Linked DNA regions of Sus scrofa: regions 2 and 3 are each linked to region 1. The links are chromatin contacts, called in public HiChIP or PLAC-seq maps. All regions are on one chromosome and are shown on one strand. The core of a region is the stretch at or near the end of the contact, and the rest is flanking DNA. Distances in the headings are between cores, read along the strand shown. Region 1 has its middle 30 kb from the start of FEZ2. Region 2 overlaps CRIM1 (cysteine-rich motor neuron 1 protein). Region 3 holds the start of CRIM1 (cysteine-rich motor neuron 1 protein).

Region 1 (3,767 bases), core at 1,217-3,716:
ATTTATATTTCTGAAATACAGAAGTCCAATATTTTAGAGTCTTATCACTTTCTTGTCAGTCTTAGGCAGAACAAAGACTGTGCTTAGCAGGTTGTATCCTGGAATGCAGGGTGCAGTCCAAAGCTAGGCTCCTTCTACCCAAGATTGCAGAGCCCGACACCAGCCAACATCTAGTAGAGGTCTCAAAATCAGAGCCCATGAGTTCCCAGCAGGTTAAGAACCTGACATGGTGACTGTGATGATGCAAGTTCAAACCCTGGCCTTGTTCAGTGGGTTAAGGATCCAGTGTTGCCACAAGCTGCAGCATAGGTTGCAGATGTGGCTCAGATTGGCATGGCTGTGGTATAGGCCCCAGCTGCAGCTCCAACTCGACCCCTAGCCTAGGAACTTCCATCACAAAAAAAAAAAAAAAAAAAAAAAAATTAAAATCAGAGCCCAGATACATTCGCTAGTCCAAATGACTAGATGGAGCAATCCAAAGAATCAATTTTTTTTTGTTCATTCATTTAACAAGTAGCCATTGATAGTCAAATAAATGCCAAGCACTTGTTCAAGAAGTAAGGGATTTGTTTATGAACAGCAGCAAAAATACATATACTCCTCCTTTAGGCATCTTACATTTAGCAGAGAGAGGACATGATGAAGGAACACTGAGGTGTCCTGGGACCAGGGACGGTTCCGGCAGCAGGCTGACATACCAGCCTGCATGGGCATGAGGGGTGTATTTATGGAGCCTGAAGCTGGGCAATGAAGCCAGTCAACCAAGAGCCTCTCTTCATTCCTACTTTTTCCCATTTGTAAAACTGAGATAATGATGCTTTGAATTCTAGGTGTGAAAAATGATTCTTGATGTGAATGCAAAGTTATTCTTACTCCAGCATGAAAGTTCTCTGGGCTTTTCAATCTTGTCATATTCTGAAAGCTGTGTGCTCTATAGAATGGTCTCTGGGTTCCAACCAGGGCCCCTGTGTTGCAGTCCAGCTCTGCCATCAGGAAATGTGTAACCGAAGGCAAGGTGCTTAATCTCTTAGAATCCCAGTCTCTTCACCTGTAAAATGACTGTGTTGGGCCAAGTGATTTGTAAGCTCAAAACTTTTCTGATCTCTGATACACTACAAAGAAACGTAATCTCCTCAACCAGCCTTACCAGCACAAATACTGCTCATGATGGGAAAATTCCCTTGTTGTGGCTTATGGCCTGAACTAATTTTTGTTCATTTAATGTAACAATCTTATCCTTGTTGCTTCATTGACTCAAATTATATATTTTCCTACTTTTTTCTTCTTTCCAAAGTATTTAATTTGCAAAGTTTCAAGTTCCCTTCCAATAGTTCTATTACCATCTTTAGCTTTTTGGTTGCTTTAGGAGTTTTTCCTTTTTTTTCTTACGTTAACTGTTTTTGTTGTTACTTACACAACCCTAGCATATTAGTAATATATAGTAGCTAACATTTATCAAGTACTTACTACAGGTCAGGCACAAAACATCTCACGAGATCATCACAGCCACGCTGAGAGATATACTTTTATCTTTGCTTTATAAGAGGAGAAACAATGCATTGAAGGGGTAAGAGGTTTCCCAGAGTCACACAGCTAGTGAGAGCCCAGCTGGGATTGTCTGATTCTAGAGTTCCAGCTCTAGACATGGAATCATTGGTAGCTAAAGAGAGGGGGAAAGAAAAGAAAGATGAAAGAGAGAAAGAGAGAGAAAGAGAGAAAGAAGGAAAGAAAGAAAGAAAGAAAGAAAGACAGACAGACAGAAAAGGAAAAGAAAGAAAAACAAAAAATATTAAATTCAGTGAAACTAATTTAAAATGCTTACACTATTTTTTCATTCTAAATAAAAATAGTATTTAGTTGCATGGAAAATTATAATATTACAGTTCCGATTATCTGCTGTATTGAAAACTAGAGCACCCATGAGAAAAATAAGCCTTCTTATTTTAGCCATTATGGTGTGTTATCTGGGTCTATTTAGGAGGCAGCAAAATGGAGGCAGCATTCCAGTCCTTGACACTGAAATTAGATCCTGGAGCCTACGGCAAGGGTAGGGCAGGCAGCATGTGGCCCAAGGTCAAAGACTGCCCAAGACTAACCCAAAAGTTCATGCCCGGATAGTGGTAAAAATGAATTCACAAATTCCATAGCAGTAAATAGTGACTCTTCTGAGCATCTGAATAACCCATTCTATTTTCACCCAAGGTCAACTTAGGAAGCTGAGGTTAGAACAACTAAGGGCCAATAATATCCTTGGCTGGAAAGCCTGCCCTTCATCAACAATTGCGTGCCTGCAATGCCCTCTGGCTTATCTACATTCATGACTGTTTGGGGAAAGGTGTGATCTCGATAAAGCCTCGGCTTTGCTCCTAAAGTTCTGGTTGCAAGCAGCGATTCCCACCCACAGGATAGCATTATGTTCTGCGGGGCAGGGCCTTTAGCCCCAGCACAGCTGTTGTCAAGAGGTCCTTACACTCCATCACATCTACTGACACCTACAACCAGCTAGGTCATGGACTTAATGCTCCACTACAGTTATTTATGAGTCACTGTAACTTCAGAGGTTTTTGTTTCATGCAAAGACCAGAAATACAAAAATAGATTCATTTAATCAGAGAGCTAGAGAGCTAGTGTCTTGTACTTATAAATTCTTAATCTCTATAAACCAGCAATCACTCCTCACTGCCTTTTCAAAATTATATATATAATTTTATTCAATTTCAAGGATCTTATTTTCCCTCAAACCAAAGTAACAAAGGAGCAGAGAAGCCTATGTGAGCAAATACATTTACGTTCTACAAAAGCTTATAAAACATGTAAATCTAATAAAGATCAATTCACTTTGTATTTCCTTAAGCCATGTTTGCCTGAAACCAGAGAGGAATATTTTTCAATCAAAGCTATAATGTTTTTTTAAAAAATAGTATCTTTTTTTTTTACCATCTTAACCATTTTAAATGTATGGTGCAGTAGTGTAAACTAAATGCACATTGTTTTGCAAATTAGTCGTATTGCAAAACTGAGACCCTATATCCATTCGAGAACAATTTGACTTCCCCCACCCCCAACTCCCACCCCTGTCAGCCTCTGCCAACCACCATTCTACTTTCTGTCTCTGTGATTTTGACTATGTCTAAGTACCTCATGTAAAGTAGAAGCATGCTTTGTCCTTTTGTGACTGATTTATTTCATTTAGCATAATGTCCTCCAGGTTGTAGCTTTTGACAGGATGTCCTTTTTTAGGGCTGAATAATATTTCATCATATGTATACACAACATTTTCTTGATTCATTGTATCTGTTCAAGAACATTTTTGGTTGCTTTCACCTCTTGGCTATTATAAATAATGCTGCAATTAACATGAGTATGTAAATATCTCTTTGAAATCATACTTTCAGTACTTTAGGGTATATGTCCAGAAGTGGGATTGCTGGATCATATGGTAGTCCCATTTTTAATTTTTGGAAGAATCTACACAGTGTTTTCTATGGAAGTTACACCATTTTACATTCCTACCAGCAGTACACAAAGGTTCCAACTTCTCCACATCCTTGCCAATACTTGTTACTTTCTGGGTTTTTTGATAGTGGCCATCCTAACAGGTCTAAAGCGATATTTCACTGTGGTTCCTCACTGTCTTTTATAAAAAGAAAAATAAAAACCAAACAATTCCAAGTAGCTCAATTAAATATTCTATCAAATTCTTTGCATATGATCTTCAAATGCTATTATCTCTCTGGCCACTAATCTGTTCTGTATCCAGTAATAAA
Region 2 (3,780 bases), core at 1,233-3,732, 260 kb before region 1:
TTACAAAGTTGTGGTGAACTTGCCCCCTAAAAAGTTGTGCCCAGGATAGTCAAATATGTCTGTAGCATCAGTAGCTGGCCCTTGCACAGTTACAGATGGGACTTTGAGAGACAGGAAGCTGTGGTAATTCCTTCTTTCAAGATGTAGGTAACTGTGCCTTTGGTTGTAGAGGGAGTGAAGGAGCGTGTGTATGCGCACACATGTGGTGTACGTATGAGAATACCTTGCATTGTATTAGGGATGTGTTAAGAACAAGTTGCATGCTTGAAGCAAATTACTCCCCACTCTGTAGATCAGCAAACTGAAAATGACTTCTTAATAAATAAAGATGGTGCATTGTTTCATTACATTTCAAAAAACAATTCTCACTAAAGTGCTTTAGCTTTTAAACTGCCTGGTTAATTGGGATAGCTATATGTGGCGCTCAGGAAAACAACTGACTGACTGAATTTCTTGGCGATTGGGACAAAAGTTTTACTGTCCTTAAGGCAATGTGGGAGTGATTTATAGTAGGATATCACTATACATAAGTTTTTGGCCTTACATGGGAATTTTAGATATGATAGCAGACAAGAAAAGCAGAAATTTAGGGTGAGAAGTGGAATACCTCTGTAAGGGGAAAGAGGTGAGATAATAGAAGCTAGACGTGTGTTTCCTTAGAAGGAGAGGAAGTTACTTTCAAAGACTATGTTGGGAAAAGGTGAGCCCTCAGCAACCAAGTTTTTTGACTCTATTCAGGAAATTGTATTTGATGCTCTGGAAAGAGAAAGGAAGAGGACGCTGCCGACAGAGTTCTGGAAAACTTGAGGGAGAGAAAGTATTTACATGCTTTAATAACATAAAACATGTCCAAAAGAAATATATAATTGCAGCTGCATTTGGCACTGAAAATAGTCCATGTATTATATTTTTTAAACTGTGTGTGAATATGTGAGCATGAGCACTTGCGTCAGAAATGCCCGGGTGATACTATTTCTTGAGAGAATGGAAAAGTAGAAGGTATCAGGAGCTGCCAAAAGAGAAAACACAAAGGATGACTACCAGGAAGGAAGGAACAGAGAGCCTTTTTTCTTGTCATATATATGATGGTCTCCACTTTTCTTTTTTAGTAATCTTAGTATAATCGTTTAACTGCCAGTAATGCCTTAGTAATTCACATGTTATTATTAAAAACCCACTGGTAAAGGAAAATTAGACTCCTAAACTCAGTACCTGACTAGTTTATTTCAAGTTTATCTTGAACAAAGACCCTTTCAGAACTCAGAAAAATGAGGAGGTAGAGTGGACAGATACTTCCTAACATCTGTGGCCACCAAAGGTGTGGGGGGCAAAGCCAGCCACTGGAAAATCAGTGTGGTGTCAGCTTTCAGATTCCCTAAAGTTATCTGAACATCCTTCAAAATGTGTTTTCATTCTCAGACGCTACCATTTTATGCTGCTTCCTTTTGTGAAGCCTTCTGCCCTGCCCAGGAAAAAATAATGCCAGCCTCTTCCCCCCGACCCCCTGCCCAGAGCCCATAAATAGCACTTTCTCCTTCCCTCGTTATAGCACTTTTCACACTGTGTTAGAGTTCACATTTCTGTCTCGGGGCCTCATTGTGATCCACTCGAGTGCCAGGATTGTGTGTTATTCTAGAGCTTGGCACACAGGAAGAACTCAATGAGCATTTGTTGACTAAATCTAGACTCAAGGTCATCCAAGATATTATACAAAAACTTTCCATCTGAAATGTTTGGTCTATATTGTGGAAACTGAAACAGATGACACCTGTAAAGAGAAGCCCAGGGAGAAGTCGTGTTATTGGCAGAAGGCAGCTCCGAACTATCCCAAGTCTTTTGCTTCCCTTCTTTCTCTGGAATCATTCTTAGAATTTATTTTTTAAAGTTTTCCTGCAATGGGTTAGTTTTAGCTGTTTTTGTTGTAGTAAATATTTGAAGGTTATTTTTATTTGTGGGGATTTTCTTCTTGCCAGTTTGTCATAAGGTGTTGTCTTTCATTTGCCAAGCCTTCATCTGCTTGTAAGAATTTTCCTCGTGGGTGGCTGCTTATAACCCCTTTATCACCAGGGATCTTGTGCATGGAATGGTTGAGATGATGTGGTGATCAGCTGCTTGGAAACAGCTGATAAACAACTGTGAATTACTTTATAGAGACACACTTCAGGTGACCATGTGAATAACTGATGATGATAAAACAGCCTTCTGGATTCTCAGGAAATCCAGGATTTGGGTCTTAAACATGAATGTTGATTAATGAGGAGGGAGTTAACTTTAACAAACATGTCTTGAACTCTTAGCCTGTGAGCACGACCGGTGAATGACACAGCCTGTTTACTGCTCCAGGTGATCTGCACATGTCCGCAGGAATTTAACTGTACAGCTTCTTCAGGGAAGGAAATCCTAAGCCAACAACATGAGGGTGGAAGTGTGTGACTGTGAATAATAAAAATGCCTCACAATGGTTTGCACAGGAAGTCCATAGGAATGCAGTATAAGGAATTTAAAAAAGCAAAATCCCATTTGGATTTACTCCAAACCCTATGACTTCAGGGACTGAGGAATTCTTGATGACTAATGGCTGGAGTCCCAACGTGTTATTCAGAAGAGTGGGGCTGTTTTCCCTTCAACGCTGGTCATGAACTCATTATTTGTTTGTTTATTTTTCTGAAGGCCTTAAAGTGGTTTGTAAATTCGGACAGAAGGATGGAGATACTTAAGGATACAACAGCAAATTACAACCTTTGGGTGATACATTGGGCACTAAGCTTTTCAACGGCGAAAGAAGAGAGGTTCGGCCAAGATAAAGCGTACAAGGTCCCAGACAACGTAGACAAAATTATCCTGGGTGTAAGCTCGGGCATCCAGACCCTTTTATCACTTTAGTGAATGCACCCAGAGAGCCCTGTTCTTTTAGGGCAGGTTTAATTTCCATGTCTCTGTGGCTCTGTGTCCCTTTCCCGCCTTTGAGATGCTCATCTCACAACCTGATGGTAATTGCTCATCCTGGGGGTGTCATGAATTGGTGCCTTTCCAGTAGCTCACTTTAGAGCCTTATTCTTTACACTGGCTGTTATACAAGTTTTGGGGAGGGGGAGGAGGGCAAGCTGGAACCAATTGCTCAGTAAGGTTATAATGCTTAGTTGGCAATGAAAAGTGAAGATTCTTGCAAGGTAATTATTTGATTTTTCTCTGACTCCTTACAACTATTATTGTTAACTTTCCTGTGGCTTCATTACTGCTGAAATTTAAAAGTCAGCTTCCAGACCCTGGGTGCAAGTATGTTATTCTTGAGTGTTGCTTTCTTTCTGACTTTATCAGCAGGGGAATATTTGACTTAATAGTAGACACAACTGAAATCAGAGATGTGTGCCCCTCAAAACCGTGGTTCCTTAGTAAATTCGAGGTGGTGGGTGAAGAACCTAGAGCTATTCTTGCTGCTGGAGTAGCACACTTACCCTCAGTCTTTAATAAGTGAATGAAAGCAGAGGACTGGGAAACACTCCTGAAAGAGGGGAGTGCCCCTCAGCTCATAAGCCAAGGTAAACAGTTCTTATAACTGAAAAGTAGACTTTCTGGAAGGCAAGAACCAGAGAAGAGGGTGTGAAGTGCAAGTAGTAAGTACCATTTTCAGCTGTATAGATAGCTGTGTTGCTCTGAGGCCTGGAAAGAACCTCACAGAGCTACTGGGGGAAAATCGGTTCTTGAACCAGACCCTCATGGGCTGTCATGCTTACACCTGGACCCAGAATTGGTACTTGGGGAGAAAAGGTCACATTTTGC
Region 3 (3,602 bases), core at 275-2,774, 280 kb before region 1:
GCTACATAAAAGAAACAAGGATGCATGACTTCAGCTGTTTCTTTACCTGGTTTAACACAAAGAATATTTACCCCAGATCTTCTTTATTAGTAGGTTCACAATAAATGAAAAATTGAAAACCCACCACATCTGTCCACGAGCTTGGGAAAGGGGCAATGTGAGATGACATTAATGATGCATAAAATACGCAGGTCCAATCATGTCAAGACTTGTCGTAATCCAGTGTTCAGCCTTACTCAAGGGAGAAAAATTCACCTCCACTTTCCACTCGCCCCCTCCGATAATGTAGTACCTCGGCACAGACGGCAGAGCGACGAAACAGACAAGATGTAGGCAGTTAAAATGCAACTCAAGCTACGGAGGCCCCCAACAGTCGTCCCCCCGCCCCGGAATATTTACCTAGACGATTTAAAGCACTTAATTAATTCACCAGCAGCTTCGCTGGAGGCGTCTCGAGCTTCCCGAGACTCCATTACATAAGATCTTTTACAAAGTCTATTCCCAGCTCCAGTGGAAGATGGATTCTCGTCCAGTTTTGCGGAGGTTCCATGCATTTGCTTCCCTTTCCCGGGGTTCGATCCGGCGGGTACTCCAGCCAAGGGCTGCAGCAATTCTCCCCCACCCCGCCCCGAGCTCCGGGGTCCCCAGCCATTCTCGGAACTCAAAGCCGGCACCGGAGGTGCAGCCGTCTCGCCCTCAGGACTCCCAGGCCAGCCACGGTGGACCTGGGGCCGGCGGGCGCTCGGGACGCCGCGACTCTGGTAGCTCGCCGGATGCGCCTCGCTCCCCGAGCCGCAGCGAGCGGGCGACGCCAGAACGGGCGAGGCGCGCGAAGACCCCGCTGCAGGGCCGGCTCGGTGCGCCGGGCTCCGGAGGCACAGGAGGAGCGTGGGGGGGGTGGGGGGAGGCGTGCGAGGGAGGAAGGGCCCGGCCGCCGGGTAGGGAGGGCGGAGGAGGGGGAGGGAGCCGGCCGGGCCGGGAGGGGTGGGGGGCAGCCAATGAGCGGCGCGCGGCGCGGGCTGGGGGATGAGGTAGGATGGGGGAGGGCGCAGCCGGAGCGGCAGAGGCTCGAGCCATAAACAAGCGCCCGGAGGAGCGGCGCAGGAGTGAGGCGAACCAGGCGCGCGGAGCGGACGCCGCGGACCTTCTGCTGCGCCACCGCGCCCACTCGGCTGCTCGGGAGGCGGGGACCGGCCCGGAGGCTGCGCCGCCACCGCAACCGCCACTGCCGCGGGGCCGGCCGACGCGGAGGAGGAGAGGGAGGAGGCGCCGCCAGCCGGAGCTGGAGCCGGGCGCAGCCGCTGCCGCCGCCGCCAGAAGTTTGGGTTGAACCGGAGCTGCCGGGAGGAAACTTTTTTTCTTTTTTCCCCCTCCCTCCCGGGAGGAGGAGGAAGAGGGGAGGCCCCCGCTGGCGCCAACGCTAGTGGGCTCGGGGTCGGCGCGGCCCGCAGAGGGGGCGGGGGCCTCGCCCCGCCAGGGGAGGCGCGCCCCGGGGGCCCCGAGGGGGGCGGCGAGGACCGCGGGCTGCGGGTGCGGCGGCGGCGGCGCGTGTGCCCCGCACAGGGGAGGGCGCCCGCCCCGCTCCCGGCCCGACTGCGAGGAGGAGGCGGCGGCGCAGGAGGATGTACTTGGTGGCGGGGGGCAGGGGGCTGGCCGGCTCGCTGCTGGGGCTCTTGCTGCTGCTGGCGCGCTCTGGCACCCGGGCGCTGGTCTGCCTGCCCTGCGACGAGTCCAAGTGCGAAGAGCCCAGGAGCTGCCCCGGGAGCATCGTGCAGGGCGTCTGCGGCTGCTGCTACATGTGCGCCCGCCAGAGGAACGAGAGCTGCGGCGGCGCCTACGGGCTCCACGGAGCCTGCGACCGGGGGCTGCGCTGTGTCATCCGCCCCCCGCTCAATGGCGACTCCATCACCGAGTACGAAGTGGGCGTCTGCGAAGGTACGGCCGCCCGCCGCGTGCCCCCTCCCACCTGGCCCGCGCCGCCCCCTCTGCGCTGGCTGCGCGGAACAAAGTTTGGCTGAGACTTTCCCGAGGAGAGAGGGCTCCGCGGGAGGAGGGATGCCCCCGCCCCCGGCAGAGAGCCCCGCGTCCCTGGGTTCCCGCTCGCTGTTCCCCCTGATGCCTGGCAGGCCGCGGTTGAGGTTGGATTTCGTGGGTGGAGGCTAGAGAGAGGGGAGTCGCCCCCGGCCGCGTACAGAAGCTCACACGTGTGGCCTATCGGGCTGCGGCTGGGTGGGGTGTCCCGGCTGTGCTCCCCGACGTGGGGGCGCCACGGGCAGGGGGCACTGCAGAGGCTGTCGCGAGCCCCTCGGGGAGTCCAGCCCCTGCCGCCCTCCCCGCACTAGCGCAGTGTGGAACCAAGTGCTTCACCGTGTCCGCAAAAGTCCATTTTCTGCTGGCGGAGACGTGTCTCCAGCTCACACTCCCTGTGTGACTCTTTTATTATTTTTTCCTTGCTCTTTTCCGTCACCCCCTTCCTCCTCCTGCGCATATAAATCAATTTCAGCTCCGGAATATGTCAGCCCAAGGGAAGTTACATACGGTGGTTACTCATTTATTTGCCTATTGAAAATGGTCAGAGGCTTTCTCTCCTGAATGAAGGGGCGGAGAGCGGGGGGCTTGGACCTAGGGGTGAAAAGTTGTTTCTATTAGAGGCTGCTTTTTAAGATCAGATATCCACGTGTTTCTAATCGTGTTGCCAGTTACTTCTATTTGTGTGTTTAATGGCGAGGATTGTTCTGCTGGTTTTTCCACTAAGTATTGTGCACCGCGGTGTCTGATGGAGGGAGAGTGATTAGATTCGTGGAGCCTTCCTCCGTGGGAGAAGCACTGTTGGGGGTGTAAACCTTAAGCCCTGGCCACCAGCCTCGGGGGGCCTGGTCCGATTTAGGGGTCTTAAGAGAAACACTGAGTTCTTTTTATTTGGTTACTGGGAGGACTCAAGGAGCATCAGTTAAAAGTGAGATCCCTCCTTGGGCTGACGTTGACGTTGATGCTGTTTGGAGGTATCCGGGTGTTTGAGCGGAGAGCTGCATCTGGAGGAACTGAGAGGAGGAGGGACAGGCGCCCTCTGCCCTGCCCCTTCCTTAATACTTAGAGCCAGCATGCATGAGACCAGAGAGGGATTTATTCGGAAGCATCCTTCTGTGTATGTGTTTATTTATTATGATGAGATACTGAGAAAGGAAGTGGCAGTCTTAAGGATAAATGGGTCTCATCCTGTGGTTTTCTTAATATATTTCATATTCATCGGTACCTGCAGTTTTTAAACTTGGGACAGTTCTGGAAAATTGAGAAGGCCTTTCTGGTTTGGAAGCTAGTGGGCAGTAATGAGTGAAGGGAACTCTCACAGGGAAGTGCTCTGCTGCACCCTTAGGACACTGGGTTAGAGGAGGAGTTTGTTTGCCTCAGGTTACAAAAACCTCTCACCTGGTATAAAGTCCCATTTTGTAGCATGTTTTCATTTGTCTCAAAAAGAAGAATGGCCAGGAGATTAACTTCTGAGACAATTTTATGTTTGGCTTTGGGAATTCTGAATGAGTTGGACCAAAAGATGCATCTTTGAACCCTGCCACTTGGAGTGTATAATTTACTTAAGCCAGCCT

The links. HiChIP or PLAC-seq counts read pairs in DNA pulled down with a chosen protein or histone mark.
Region 2: a contact with region 1 is called in an H3K27ac HiChIP or PLAC-seq map of skeletal muscle, with 5 times the contacts expected there. The contact joins two enhancer-like sites. A contact is called at or near these places in 2 of 47 Hi-C or Micro-C datasets (fibroblasts and psoas muscle) and 1 of 2 datasets of contacts at active chromatin or transcription factors (skeletal muscle).
Region 3: an H3K27ac HiChIP or PLAC-seq map of skeletal muscle shows a contact between it and region 1, with 12 times the contacts expected there. The contact joins the promoter of CRIM1 here to the enhancer-like site in region 1. A contact is called at or near these places in 3 of 5 promoter capture datasets (fetal liver, fetal skeletal muscle and liver), 19 of 47 Hi-C or Micro-C datasets (alveolar macrophages, embryonic fibroblasts, fetal heart ventricle and 10 more) and 1 of 2 datasets of contacts at active chromatin or transcription factors (skeletal muscle).

The regions. Positions count from the first base shown.
Region 1 is chr3:103,534,215-103,537,981 of Sscrofa11.1, reverse strand. No RefSeq gene overlaps it. Among named protein-coding and RNA genes, the nearest start is that of FEZ2, 30 kb to the left of the region's middle. Within about 2 kb of position 2,466, at least 6 of the 83 cell types and tissues checked have an H3K27ac peak or open chromatin away from gene starts, as enhancers often do. A contact at or near this core is called in fetal skeletal muscle and skeletal muscle, where this site is marked.
Region 2 is chr3:103,795,928-103,799,707 of Sscrofa11.1, reverse strand. All of the region lies in intron 1 of CRIM1 (cysteine-rich motor neuron 1 protein), which reads left to right. Among named protein-coding and RNA genes, the nearest start is that of CRIM1, 18 kb to the left of the region's middle. Within about 2 kb of position 2,482, at least 21 of the 83 cell types and tissues checked have an H3K27ac peak or open chromatin away from gene starts, as enhancers often do. A contact at or near this core is called in skeletal muscle, where this site is marked.
Region 3 is chr3:103,813,378-103,816,979 of Sscrofa11.1, reverse strand. It overlaps CRIM1 (cysteine-rich motor neuron 1 protein), which reads left to right and starts at 1,524. Exons shown (of 16, transcript XM_021087639.1): 1 at 1,524-1,935. The coding sequence starts at 1,623.